2 separate regions of the Mus musculus genome follow, and region 2 is linked to region 1. The links are chromatin contacts, called in public promoter capture Hi-C maps. All regions are on one chromosome and are shown on one strand. The core of a region is the stretch at or near the end of the contact, and the rest is flanking DNA. Distances in the headings are between cores, read along the strand shown.

What was found. Promoter capture Hi-C pulls out the DNA fragments that hold promoters and counts their contacts.
Region 2: a contact with region 1 is called in a promoter capture Hi-C map of pre-B cells. The contact joins the enhancer-like site here to the promoter of Lyrm1 in region 1. A contact is called at or near these places in 3 of 39 promoter capture datasets (the 3T3-L1 cell line, cranial neural crest and pre-B cells) and 1 of 115 datasets of contacts at active chromatin or transcription factors (bone marrow-derived macrophages).

Annotation. Positions count from the first base shown.
Region 1 is chr7:119,894,199-119,900,626 of GRCm38.p6, forward strand. Lyrm1 (LYR motif containing 1) reads left to right here and starts at 1,663. Exons shown (of 4, transcript NM_001285959.1): 1 at 1,663-1,692. Dcun1d3 (DCN1, defective in cullin neddylation 1, domain containing 3 (S. cerevisiae)) reads right to left here and starts at 1,547. Exons shown (of 3, transcript NM_001163703.1): 1 at 1,360-1,547.
Region 2 is chr7:120,863,098-120,870,374 of GRCm38.p6, forward strand. All of the region lies in intron 2 of Eef2k (eukaryotic elongation factor-2 kinase), which reads left to right. The region is part of intron 2 of Gm15774 (a long non-coding RNA gene); the gene reads right to left. Among named protein-coding and RNA genes, the nearest start is that of Gm15774, 14 kb to the right of the region's middle. Within about 2 kb of position 2,249, at least 232 of the 459 cell types and tissues checked have an H3K27ac peak or open chromatin away from gene starts, as enhancers often do. A contact at or near this core is called in bone marrow-derived macrophages and pre-B cells, where this site is marked.

The DNA.
Region 1 (6,428 bases), core at 413-2,912:
CCAAAACAAGATTCATTAACACTTCACTCTGGAATCTCTGACAGCCTAGAAGAGGCACTACTTACTCATGATGGGGTGTTTGTTTGTTTGTTTGTTTTTTAAACAATATGAGAGAGTTCTTTCCAATCAGTCTTTCTTTTTTTTCAGACATTTCTATACCCATTATGCACTGTGTTTTGCTAAAAGCATAAGCACATATCACACTGTCTCTTCTACGACCACCTATACACAAGGCATCGGCTAAATAAGATAAAAAAATCAAGCTGATTGTAAGACATACAAATCGAGACAGGCATAAAAGAGCTATTGTCCAACTGTAGAAACAAAAACAGTAATATAGGGTTTTCTGTTCTCTGAAGTGCATCATGAAGTGTGGGTGGAGAGAAACACAGAAATCCAGAATTAGCCTAACATCAAATCATTTTTGGAAAGAGTTGACAACATGTAAATTCCTCACATATAAAGTATTTAGAGCGAGAGACCTTGATTCCTGGGCTATGAAGCCACTTATGATGCCTTGGAAGAGCTCTGGAATTCTAGTATTCATAAAAGAAAATGTTCATTATAATCGGGAGCCAGGCGGCGTTGTGAGGTACTCCCCAATGTGACACAGACCATAACTGAAGTACTACAAAGCTTGCAGTTAGGAGCTGGGATAGAGGCTGAACACCAAATTCAAAAGAGGTAGCTGAGGTACTAAGTGCCACAAAGGGGAGAGGGTGTCCACGACTGCCACTTAACCACAGAGAATTAAAGTATGAAACAGAGGTGTGTATGAGGGGAGATAAGAGATGGGGATGGAAAAAACAATACATTTGTCATCCCGTCCCACTTCCTAAACAGGATATAGGCAAACCCTCCAGCCCCATTACCTCAGGCACAGATGGTTATCGTTTATAGCAAAGGTGCACTGAAAGGCCTTCAGGTCTGAGCCCCTTAATTCCAGAGCTGTTAACGATTACAGAAAAGGATGGGGGTGGGGAGAAAAATCAGGGAGGGAGCTGCAGATTCACCCACCACCTCCCCCTTGGGCTCCTACCTCACGGCTCTTACCCTGGACTTTCAGCTCAGAGTCTGCAGACCCTCCCCGGGGATCTACAGCCCCAGGTCCCCAGGCCCGGGATTGAGGGGTGCTGGCGATGGACAGGCAGGGACAGTAGGTAAGTTTTCGGAGCCTTGCGCTTGACAAGCCACAGGCTCCCCTCACAGCCTCTTCTTCCAGAGGGACCAGTCCAGACAAGGCGCTGATATGCACTCCTCCCTTTCCACCACCACCCCCTTTCTCGAAGGAACCGAACCCCCGCCCCTTCATCTCTCAACGCTCCCCCCTTTTCCTCAACTCCCCCCCTCCAAACTCACAGCTGCTCCAGAGGTTCCTCCAGTCAAACCCTTTCTGGAAACGACGGCGGCCCGGCGGGTCCAAACTACCTACCATCCCCGCTTGCGTTTCCAGGCTCCCTACCCCCGCCGCCGCCGCCTTTTCTGCCACCGCGGCCGCCGCCTCCTCCTCATCTGCAGCCCACCGGCGGCGGCCGCCCCGAAGCCCCGCCCCCTCCATTGCCTCCTGCATCATCACTTCCGGTAACCCCGCCGGCCGCTGGCTCGAGGAGGGAGAGAATGGGAGAGGGGCGGGGACAGGAACGAGGAGGGTGACGTCACGACGTACGCGAGGACGTCCGAAGCCGTCTCCAAGTAAGGGCAAGGCGGGGAGCGGCGGAGGGTGGGCTAGGAGCTGGGCCAGGCCATTTTCTGACTAGAAATGGGGCAAGGGGATAACGAAAGGGTGAAAGGGAAGGCTGGAGGAGAGGGAGGTTAGCTCAGTTGTTGAGTGCGGCGGGGAGTCGGCTAAATCTGGAAGTTTCAGGAGGTTTGAGACGACCTCTAACCTGGGCCTCATGCTAACACAGCGGTCCGCCCGGTGGTTTGGCCCGGCCTGGCCTACTGGACCTGCTGGATACAGCCCGGTGTGGCCAAGGCTCGGCAGAGCTCCTGGCACCGCCTCTTCCCAGCCGGCTCCTGTGGGTGGGGAAAAGCAGGAGTGACGCTGAGTGAGTGTAAGGATGGAGACGCCGGCTCCAGTCGCGGGGGACTGGGGAAAGGGGTTGGCTTCCCAGGGCCAGGGATGAGATGCCGGTGTGGGGTTGCTAGGAGACGCGCCTGTATGACCCCAGCCTCGCGAGGGCGACTGGTGTCATCGCTGCTGGCCTCGGGAGACCTGCCTAAGGGAACTGGCACGTGGGAGAGATCCTGCCTGGGACCCTTCAGACTTTTCGATTATAAATGGAAGGCGACGGGGCAGTTGTAGGAGGCTGGAGAGGTGCTGGCCTTGAGAAAGGCCACCCAAACGATCCCGGATGTAGGAATCAGACTTCAGGTGATGATGAAGGCTAGTTTCATTACTAAGATGAGCAAATGACAAAATGAAGGAAGTCTTGTTTCTGAACTTTTCATTAATAAGTAAATGAATGCAGAGAATAGCAGCTGCCCCAGAAGCTGAATGGTGTGGTGAGAAGGCCTCTTCCAGGTTTAAGAGGAAAAGAGAATGGGAGAAGGAACTGCCTTGTGGGTAACATTTTAAACAAAAGGCAGACGAGAAAGAAGTCTTGGAGTTGCAGAAATAGCAAGGTTTTGGCCTTTGTATTACTTCCCTGAAGTGTAATGAATGACCAAACCTTAATTTACATTTAAAAAAATTGCTGCTGGATAAAAGAAGGTAGTTAAAGGGCTGTTGCTAAGGCCATGAGAGATGACAGTGGTGGAAACATGGAAATTAAGAGAATTGATTCATAATGTATTTGGGAGCTTGAGCATTCCAGACTGAATGCTGAACTGGATACGAAATGTATGGGAGAATGTGAAACCAAAGATGTTTCTCTAGAGAAAACAGTTTGGGAAGGAATCTCCTATGCTCTCTGGAACGTATGTCCAGAGTCATTTTACAGCCCATGAAGATGTCCAGAAATGAGACGGACAAGCTGGAAGACAAGTCATGGTTGGAGATAATAAATGTGGGGTTTATTCCTAGACCCTGGAATAGGTAGTAGATGAGAAAGAGCCCCAAATTCTTTAGATCTCACATTTAGAGACCACCAAGAAGGGTACAAGCCAGTAGGAAGCTCAATAAGAACACCTCAAAAATAAGGAGTCCCCCTTAATATCGTTAAACAATAGTATCCACCCTCACAATCAGTGAGAGTCACCTTTTGAGGGCCTCAAATCTCTTCCTGCTCTCCCAGCTGTCAAAGCTTTTGGACTTGGTGTACAAGAATGTGTGTGCACTCCTGATTTCCTTGATAAATGTTGGTTTACATGAGCCCATTGGGATCTATTTTGTCATATCTTCGTAGGAACACCTTATACGATACCAGCCCTGGAATTCTTGTTTGGTTTGTTGTGTGATTGTGCATGTTTTCTTTCTCATGTGTTATAGACCGAGCTAGCCTCAAACTCAAGAGATCCACCTGTCTCTGCCTCCCTGTCTGGAGGGCTGGAATTAAAAGGTGTGCACGACCACACCCATCTCAGCCTTGGAATTCTTACAAAAGGAGTTTTGTCCCTGCTGCTACCGATGCCACTCACATAGTGAATCTCAATGAAAAGGGTATCTGAAGGGCTGGGTTTCATTCTTGGATCTGCTGGGTGGCCTTGGAAAAGGTCCTGTTCTTCGAATTGATAGGGTTGGCCTAGATTAAAAGTTGCAAGCTGGCAAGACAGATAATGCCTGCAAGCATAGTGTTCAGCCCGCAGCATGATTTAAATTCTTCTTTCTTAGACTATGCTTGCCAGTTTTTAAAAATTGAACATCAGAATCCAGATTTTTGGCTTCATTAGGAAAATCGGACAGTCTGGCAACACCAGTCTGAGGTTCCTAGAATCCTACACAGCTGAAACTGCAGAGTTGCTTATCCTTTGTTTGTGGCTTATGCCCCAAGTGAGCCATAAGCATCTCCCCTCACACCCACTCCCAAGCTGACATTTGATTTGTAATTGACCTGAGAACCTTGCTGTCTGTATGTAGCTACTTAACACATGTGACTAAGTTTAAATAACAGTTCTTAGACACATATTCCAGATGTTCAGTAGCTGCATGTGGCTGGTCTCTGCCCTGTTGGGTAAATCAGACAGAAGAGTTTTACCATAAACTGTTCTTTTGTTCAATGTTGGATTGAAACACTGAAAAAAAAAAAATTAAGGCCTCTCTGAGTGCCAATCATTCCTCACTCGTAAAGCCAGACAATCATTGTTTCTGCTCTTGGGACAGGCTAGTGAGGAGCCATTTGGACTGATAAATAAAATTCCTCAGTTGGTAACTAGAGAGTCCTTGGAGAATGTTCTAAAAACAGGTCCCTGGTGCAAAATGCTGTTGTCTTTCAAATAGTTGGCTGTAAAGTCAAATGCAAGAGATCTCCAGCTGTGACCAGTGTTGTCACCAAAACCTTGTTTGTTTTTGTTCTTCTGAAACAAAAGTGTTTCTCTTTGTAGCCATGACTGTCCTAGAATTTGATCTGTAAAAATCTGGCCTTGAACTCCCCAGAGCTGGGAATAAAGGTGTGGCAGGACACACCCAATGTCCACCTAAGACTTTGTGCAACTTTCTAATCTAGTTTCTTACAAGATGTCACAAAGGAGGAATTTAGTGTGTGGGCTCTCTGACTTTCCTACTTGCTCTGAAGGGGCGAAGATTCTTGCTGGAGAATTGTCGTCTCTACCATTGGCTTGTTCCCAGTTTCTCCCTTATATCTGTCACACACCTGACTTTGGATAACTGGTTTTGAGCATCTCTGGCTAACTTTTGTAGGCAAGAGGATTTCTGTAAGTTGTATTCAAAGTTTCAGGGCAGCCAAAAGCTAAATAGTGAGACCCTGTCTCAAAAGACAAACAAACAAATAGAACCAAGACTTTACAGTAAGTGTACTGTGCTGCTAGGCAGTGATATTGAATGGATTAACTGTGTTAAATACATTTTCCATTTAAGATGATTTTAGTTTAGGAGACTATCACAACCTAGCACTGTCTGCAAGTTAAGGAGCATCTATGTTTAGGATACGTGTTTGCCTCCTATTGCTTTGCTTTGAATAGTTACTTTAGAAATCTTTCTAGTATTGGTGTTTTAGATTGCCCCTTTGTTCTGATGAAACATCCCATGTTTCAGAATCTTTTCCTGGGTCCATCTTTCATTCTTGGGTTTTTTGGTTTAAGTTGGGGTTTTTTGGGTTTTGGGCTTTTTTGGTCTTTTTTTGGCATAAAACAAATGCTGTTTCAGAGAATCATTGTGGTATGAAATATACTGAATGAGTGTATCCTGAGAATTGCACAACTGTGGTACTACTTCCCTCTTCAGATTCTAATAACCAGAAAAATCTAGGACAGGAAATTGTGTGTGTGTGTGTGTGTGTGTGTGTGTGTGTGTGTGTGTGTCTAGGGAATGGAAACTAAGAGACCAGGAATCTGTAGGGCACAGTTTCACTTGAAGATTGTTCAGTTGTTGTGACAATAAAATCATTTAGAGTACCAGCCAGTGTCTGACAAAAAGCAGGGACTAGATAGAATAGCTCTAGGAGAAAAGAGCACCAATAGTATAGAGTTAGCGAGAGATAAAGAAGAGACACGAGACATAGGAAGGAAAGCTTTGTCGTGCTTCAGTGCTGGCACCTGTGTTAACATTTCCAGTAAGAAGCATGCATTGTGGTCTGAAGATAAGCAGTGTCTCCAGCAGGGTTATTTACTTATACTGAAGAACAATAGCCCTTTACTGTACAGGGATTAGTAATGATCAGAGGGAAATAGCTTTAGGAAAATCCATTACTACCACAAAGCAACAACCTCAACCACAGGCTACATACTTTTCCATTCTCTGCAGACAAAGATAACCATAGATAAAAGGCTCACTATTCTCATTTCCTCCTTTTCAGGTAAAGTACACCTTTACTTCCTAGTGCTCAGTATTTTAATGAAATATCTCATGAATAATCCTTACAACTCTGAAAACTGTTCTGTGGCTGCATATTACCTTTTAAGAACCTGAATTAGGAGTGAAGCTTCATGGTACAAACCTGTAATCCCAGCTGCTCCTGAGGATCAAAAGTTCAAGGCTCTTCTTGGATAATAGAGTAAGTTCAAAGCCACTTTGAGCCAACTTCATGAGACCCTATCTCAAAATGAAAAGGAAAAGGATGAGTAGGGGATATTGTTCATTGTTGAAGTGTATGCCTTGTTTGTTTAATTCCTAGGGCTGCCAAAGAAGAAACTCTCGGCACTCTGAGAAACTGAGCCACAGGCTGAGCCCAGTGAACATGATTATTTGTGCATTATCAAAATCATTTCAAGGCTGGGAGTGGCATCTTACCTTTGATCCCAACACTTGGGAGGCAGGCAGATGCAGGAGAATCTCTTTGAGTTTTGAGTTTGAGGCTATCCTGGTCTAAATA
Region 2 (7,277 bases), core at 999-3,498, 970 kb after region 1:
CTCGGTCAGTGAAACCTCCAGTCTTAAGCTCTGCAGAGCCCCCTCTGTGTTCCCTTGGGCTCTCGGCAGACTCCTCAAGCATCTGTCGTGCTCAGCGTTACTCCATGAGCCAGCTCCTTACTGCAGGATGGGGCTATTTGATGGCTCCACCATTCCTTTAACTTGTAGATAAGAAGCGCTTGGTAAAAGTTTGAACCAGGCACAGGGTGGATTAAATCTTCGTTGCTCACGGAATGTTGCCACCAGAGCAGGTTCAGGGAAAGACTATAGCTTAGTTTCCAACCTCATTTCCCTTGGCACTTAATATGGTGTTTTTTTTTCTTTAATTTATTTACTATTGGCATGGTAACCTGAGCTGTTGAACCAAAATGGCCATCTGGCCTTCCTTCAAGAAATAGGCCCTAGCAGGTACTGAGTGTGCAATGTGAAATGTCAGATTCTGTCAGTGCCCCTGTTCCCAAGGGATGGGGCAGAATCCCTCAGAAGGCCTCTCAGGAGATACCAGCTTTCCCTCAGAGGAGGTTTATCTGTGAGAGACTCGGCCCTAGCCCCAGGATTTAGTTATGTAAGTGTTTAGAGGGGGAGGGGCAGGAGTTCGAGATTGATTGATTAAGGAAGAGTTTCACTGCGAAAGATTGCTTTAGGGCAGGATCATATGGGTGACTTTTCTTTTCTACGCCTTGGACAGAGTTCTGCATTTTCTGGTTTGGTTGGTTTTAGTTCAGACAGTTTTTAATACGAAGCATCTATTCTTTGAGAATCTTATGTATTTCAAGAATTTTGATTTAATTTACTTCTGTTCCTCCTGCTATCCTCCCAAATCTATTTATTCCCCAACCTCCCCACACTGGTTTGGGCTTTTTTTGTGGAGGGGTGTGTGTGTGTGTGTGTGTGTGTGTGTGTGTGTGTGTGTGTATGTGTGTGTGTCTAGACAGGGTATCTCTGTGTGTCCCAGACAGTCCTAGAACTTGCTATGTAGACCAGACTGGCCTTGAACTCAGAAACTGACTGTGCCTCTGCCTCTAAATGCTGGGAGTAAAGGCACGACCCTTCGGCAATGTAAGAGAGGGTCTCTTGTAGTTCAGGGTGGCCTCCAAACTCTCCCTGACTGGCCTGGAGCTCTTGTACAGAATCCCTCCCTAGTGCTCGGACTATAAGTGTGTGCCACCACACTGGGCCCCCTTCTACATTTTCTTCTCCCCTCCCCCATTACACATTATATTTATTTTATTACTTTACATTTACATATTTATTCAATTACTGTGTATATATGCATATGTGTTTGTGCCCTGGCACTTGTGTGGAGATCAGAGGACAACTTTCTGCAGTGGGTCCTCTTCTTCCACCTTCAAGATCCAGGAATCCAGTGGGGTTGCCGTGTTTGTGTCACAAGTGTGACCTCACCCATTTAGCTGTCTCGCCAACACCAATTCAGTCCTTTTGAAAGGACTTTTTTTCTCAAAGTGCTAGGGATTGAAACTCAGAGACGGTTACATTCTAGGCCAGTGTACTACCATTAAACAGCAAGCCCAGCCCTTTGAGAAAAATGTCAGTGACTTTGTTCCTCCTTACTGCAAAAATAACACACACACACTTTAAATATATGCAAATATAGTCACAAAGTCTTTGTATATATATAAATGTAAGCAAATGTATTTTATGTATTGCAAATTCACACATGTAAACTTTTAGAATTTTTTTTATTTCACCTGTATGGGTGTGTTACCTGCATGTGTGTGTTACGTGCATGTGTGTGTGCATCACTGTTGTCCTTGGAGGCTAGAAGTGGGTGTGGGATTCCAAAGAACTGGAGTTTTGAGCCGACATGTATATACTGGGAATCAAACCTCAGTCTATTGCAAGAGCAGCCAGTGCTCTTAACTGCTAAGCTGTCTCTGTAGCCCTTATATATACAAACTTAAAAAATAAATGTTATGATCTAGATAATCTATGCATAATGTATATACAAAGTAAAACAACCTAAACTGTATCATTTAAACAAAAGTGAAAGTGTGCCTCCCCCCTCAGCCCAGGTCTGTGAGGGCGTATCTCACCCTGATTTTCTTCTCTTTGTTCCCATGGAGAATTATAAACAGGTTTCCACCCTGGAGGCCATCCTCCCATATCCCCTTGGGAGCTGACATGAACTCTAACTTCCGTAACTTGCCTGTGGTCTGGACAGGCTCTGCAGTACGTGCCTTACTCAGTACAATGTACACGGTGATCCCTATAGCCCAGACAGCTGGCCGTTTGCCAGATGGTAAATGGAAATGAAGTCACATGCCTGGGAGGTGGCGGGACTGTAGTCCCTCCCTAGAGATCCCCCTTTCGAGTCCTGCTGTTAATAACTGCAATTTGTATCTCTCTATATCTTGTGACTCATTTTTAATTGTATCTTTTTTTTTTTCAGTGTCTGTGATCCAGCCCAGAGCTTCATTTATTTGCTTATTGTCTTTAATAGCTGAATTTCATTTCCCTGGAGGACAGTGTTTTCTTGTTCATATGGCTTTGCCTGTGCAGAGAATGTACTTACTAGCAATAGAATGGCTTGGGCAGAATCTTGTTTTGTTTTTTGGTTTTTCGAGACAGGGTTTCTCTGTATATCCCTGGCTGTCCTGGAACTCACTTTGTAGACCAGGCTGGCCTCGAACTCAGAAATCCACCTGCCTCTGCCTCTCCGAGTGCTGGGATTAAAGGCATATGCTACCATGCCTGGCACCTTGGGCAGAATCTTAACTTTAAAAATTGTGTGGGGATGGCTGATTGCACCAGCAAACTGCTCCGCTGCACGAGTGGGCACACCTGCTGGCTACACCTTCTCATCCTCAATTGTATCCATGCTGTTAACGCACTGAGGGTGGTTCTAGCAGCTTGGGGGGAAAGATACAGTCACTCCAGAATGAGCTGGGTGAGCCAGAGTGTGCTGACTCACTGGGCAGAGATGTGTCCCTGCCTAAAGCCTGGGAGACTCCACCCTGGCAGCCTCAGGCCTCAGACCATGACCATAGAAAGTAAGCCTGGGTTTCCTGCTTCTGGAAAGCAGTCAGAAAACCAAGCTTAAGGGATTGGTCTGTGGCTGGATGGCTGGAGTGTTTTCCTAGTAAGCCGGAGGCCTGGGTTCAGTCTCTTGTATCTTAAAATAATAAAGAGACCAGAAAAGCTTTGGTCTCCTACAAGATGAAAGCCTGCTGGCCACTTGAAAAAGAGTCCTGCTGGCATAGGAAGGGGAGCTGGGGAGCTGGGGTCTGGCCACAGGAGGAGTTTAAGGAGATGGCAACCCTGCTGTGGGGACTCATATTTATCAAAGAGAGTGCTGAAAGGCTTTGCTGCAGTGTGCACAGCTATTTATTGTCAAGGGTACCCCTCCCTTCTTATTCTCTCTCTTTTTTTTTTTCTGAAAACTTTGTGAAAATATAAGCCGCATGCTGTTCAACTTAGCCATTTAAATGTACAATCCAGTGGCTTTCAGTATATTCAAAAAAATCACACGTCCATCTCCGTACCTAACTCTGTTGAAAGCTGTTCCTCTCAGGCATCAGCTGCATCTCTGGTCTAGCCAGCCCCTAGCCCTCAGGACCAATTTACTTTCTGTCACTAGGAGCTTACCTTTCTAGACTGAAAAAGTATTACAACTATTTATTATTTAATGTATGTGCTGTGCTATGCTTGTAGAAGTCAGAGGACAACTTGCAGGAGTTGGTAGAAGGAAGATCCTAAGATCACACTCAGTTATCAAGGTTGATGACAAACGGCCTTACCCACTGACTCATCTTGTTAGCCCGTAGACACAGACCCATTCCAAGGAGTGACATATGAAGGTTGCATAGTAACTGTAGTCAACTTCTTTTGCCAGCCAGGGCAAAGCTTCATCTGTCTGAGTCTCACACTTCCAAACTTCCCTTGTCTCCAATAAGGGAATTCTCCCACCTAGCTCTCTAGCCTCACAAATTGCCATGAGAAGCCAGTAAAGTACTTTCTGGGCAGTGGGGGAAGGAGAGGGTCCCCAAGAGACCATAGCATTACGTCACTCTTGTGACTAGTAAATGCTGTTGCTTTGATTTTTATTATTTCCATCTTTACCTCTTCTTGACTGGGGATCTAAACCCCAAAAGTTAGGGAGAGCAATTGTAGGTACTCTTTGCAAACAGTAATTTCTTTTTTTGTTTGATTGACTTGTCTTGAGGAAGGACCTCTAATGTAGCATTGGCTGGCCATGAGCTTTCTTTTCCATGTAAACCAAGCTGGCTTGAACATACAGCTTTCTGAATGCTGGAATTAAAGGCATCTGCCACTATGCCTGCTTATTTTATTTGTTAAAATTGTTTATCTATACACTGTGTATGAGAGAGAACACACGTTCTATGGCGTGTGTATGAGGTCAAGGAATAACTTGGGCTCAGTTCTTTCCCTTCTACCACATGGGTCCTGGGAATCACACTCCTGTTAGCAGGCTTGGGCACACACAGACACAAAGAAGGCTGGGGCCATAGCTCAGTGTTTCCCTGGCATATGGGAGGTCCTAGGTTCATCCCCAGTACTGGGAGAAAAAGAATGTCACCTTCCTGCTCTAGGGTGGACTGTTTCATGGAGGTGCTTTAAGGTTGTGGTTTCTTTGGTGTGATGGTTTGTATTGTCTTGGGTGTGCTGTATATGTTGGGGAGTGATTGTATTGGGGGGGGGCTTGGGTGTACTCTGTGTGGGGAGCTTGGTTGTGCTCTGTGTGAGGGCTTGGTGTGCTCTGTGTGGGGAGCTTGGGTGTGCTCTGTGTGAGGGCTTGGGTATGCTCTGTGGGGGTGTGTGTGTGCTTGGGTGTGCTCTGTGGGGGGGGGCTGGGTGTGCTCTGTGTGAGGGCTTGGGTGTGCTCTGTGGGAGGGCTTGGGTGTGCTGTGTGGGAGGGCTTGGGTGTGCTGTGTGGGAGGGCTTGGGTATGCTCTGTATGTGGGGGTGATTGTATGTGCTGTGTACAGTGGGGTTTAAGTGTACTCTGTCATCACACATATGTGAAAGTCAGAGGATAACGTGTGGGAATCTGTTCCCCCTTCTCCAATATGGTCCCAGGGTTTGAGCTCACTGTCAATTAACTTCACCCACTGAGCTGTGTGCCTCTGCCCTCTATTCTCCCCTCCTTTAAAAAATATTTATTTACATGCATGGGTGTTTTGTCTGTTCTGTATCTGTGCACCATGTGGTCAAAGGAGAACATTGGATCCCTTTAGAACTCAAGTTATAGATGTTTGTGAGCTACCATATGTATGCTGATGCTTGAACCCAGAGCCGCAGGGAGAGCAGTCAGTGCTTTAACCACGGAGCCAGTCTTCCTTTTTTGAGACAAGGTCTTGCCACTTGCTGGCTGACTTTGAACTCAGGAGCCCTACCCCCACCCCGCTGAGGGGCTAGAGCTACTTTTGCATGCCACTCTTCCTGACTCCTTCCTCTTTTTTATGGCAGACCTTCAGCACCTGTAAAATTAACTCGCCTACTCAGCAGGTGAGATTTAAAATTGTTTGAACTAGAGAATATTGCACTGGTGGAGACTTGAGAATCATCTCATTGCTGGGAGTGTGTTAGCATGTGTGAAGCCCTGGGTTCATTCCTAGCAGCATCAACAGAGACTCATTTTACGTTAGTTTTGTTTGTTGACTTTGGTTTACACTTGCATGGCTGACAACATAGTTCAACAGAGACTCATTTTACGTTAGTTTTGTTTGTTGACTTTGGTTTACACTTGCATGGCTGACAACATAGTTCAATGGTAGAATGCTTGCCTGGCATGCATGAGGTCATAGGTTCAATTCCCAGCAAAACATATGAGCGCATGTGCATACACACATACACTCACTCTCACACAAAGACACACACACACACACTCCCATATACACACTCTCATACAAGTACATGGACAGACAGTGAGAGAGAGAGTCTGAGACGGAAACTACACATGGCAATCCTGGATTATGTTCTCATTGTAAAAATTATGTAGAAAGTTGTCCTGGCCTGATAGTAAATCTATCACACCAGTGACAGTGAGTGCAGGCAGTCGCCCCTGATGATTGTCATCTCAACTACCTTCTGGTGGGAGTAGAGATCTATTCTGGGCACAGGGGCCATGAAAGACATTGGACACCGGTACCCAACATCTTCATTCTTACTATCCATGAAAGTGCAGAGGTTCCACAGAGCCAGCTGTGATGGAATCAGAAGCAAGGGACCCAGATGTTAGCACTAGACTTTGGGTTTCTTTGTTGTTTTGGTTTTGTTGTTTTGTCCGCTGTGAGACAGCCCTTGTTGCTGGCAATGGAGTCATCATTGAAGACAGACAGCCAGAGAACCATGTCTCCACAAGTGTAGACATGCTCAGAAGGACAGACAGCCCCCATCTCCCCAGACAGACAGATGAGCCATTCCCAGAGCTGGACTGTAAGAGAGGACAGTGATGTGCCTTTTAAAGTACAGGGAATTCAGTAACAGGTTTGGATGTCAGCAAAACTGCAGAGAGTCACTCATAAGAGGGGGGGAAATGAATGCAAGCTTAACGTCTAACCACGGAGAACTGCTGAGGAGCCATTTCTGTAGCAAGAAACTCACAGTGCATTATCTACACTGTTGCAAACGTGCAAATTTTACACTTCCTTCACATAATCTCCCATTAAAACTTGAGTGACATATTCACTGCTCCTCAAATATAACTTACAAAAACAGTCTTGGGGGGCCGGGTGCAATTTCTATTTTTTTTCATTTGTCTCACTGCTGAGAGCTGAGCCCAGGGCCAAGCACTCTACTACACTGACCTGTTTCCCAGGCTCCCAGACTTTAAATCTGGCCCAGTAATTACATTGAAATCAAATATATATATATATATATATATATATATATATATCCTACTGAGATTGCATAAGTATGCAGAGTTGTCGAGACAGAAATGTTCGAGTCAGCACTGTTTGTACTGGGACATTACTGGAAGACATCCAAGTCTGATCTCCTGGAGGCAAATGCATGGGGTACACCTATACAGCTCTGTATCCCACGGTCCTGGGAAGGGTGAGGTCGGCCAGCAGTCTGTACACTTGAGCTGGGAGGGCCATCTAAGACTGAGTGTTTAGTGCAGAAAGTAGGATTCCTAACAAAGCGAGGCACATCTTAACAAAGGCAGAAAGGAAACTTGCTGAGTGTCCCTGCAAGTGTCAGCCCAGGAGGGGCTATCGGAGAACTTCCGCTTTCTGATTCAGAATTCCATAGTGCTGTGGTTTTCATGCAGAGCAGATGATCCTTTTGAGGTG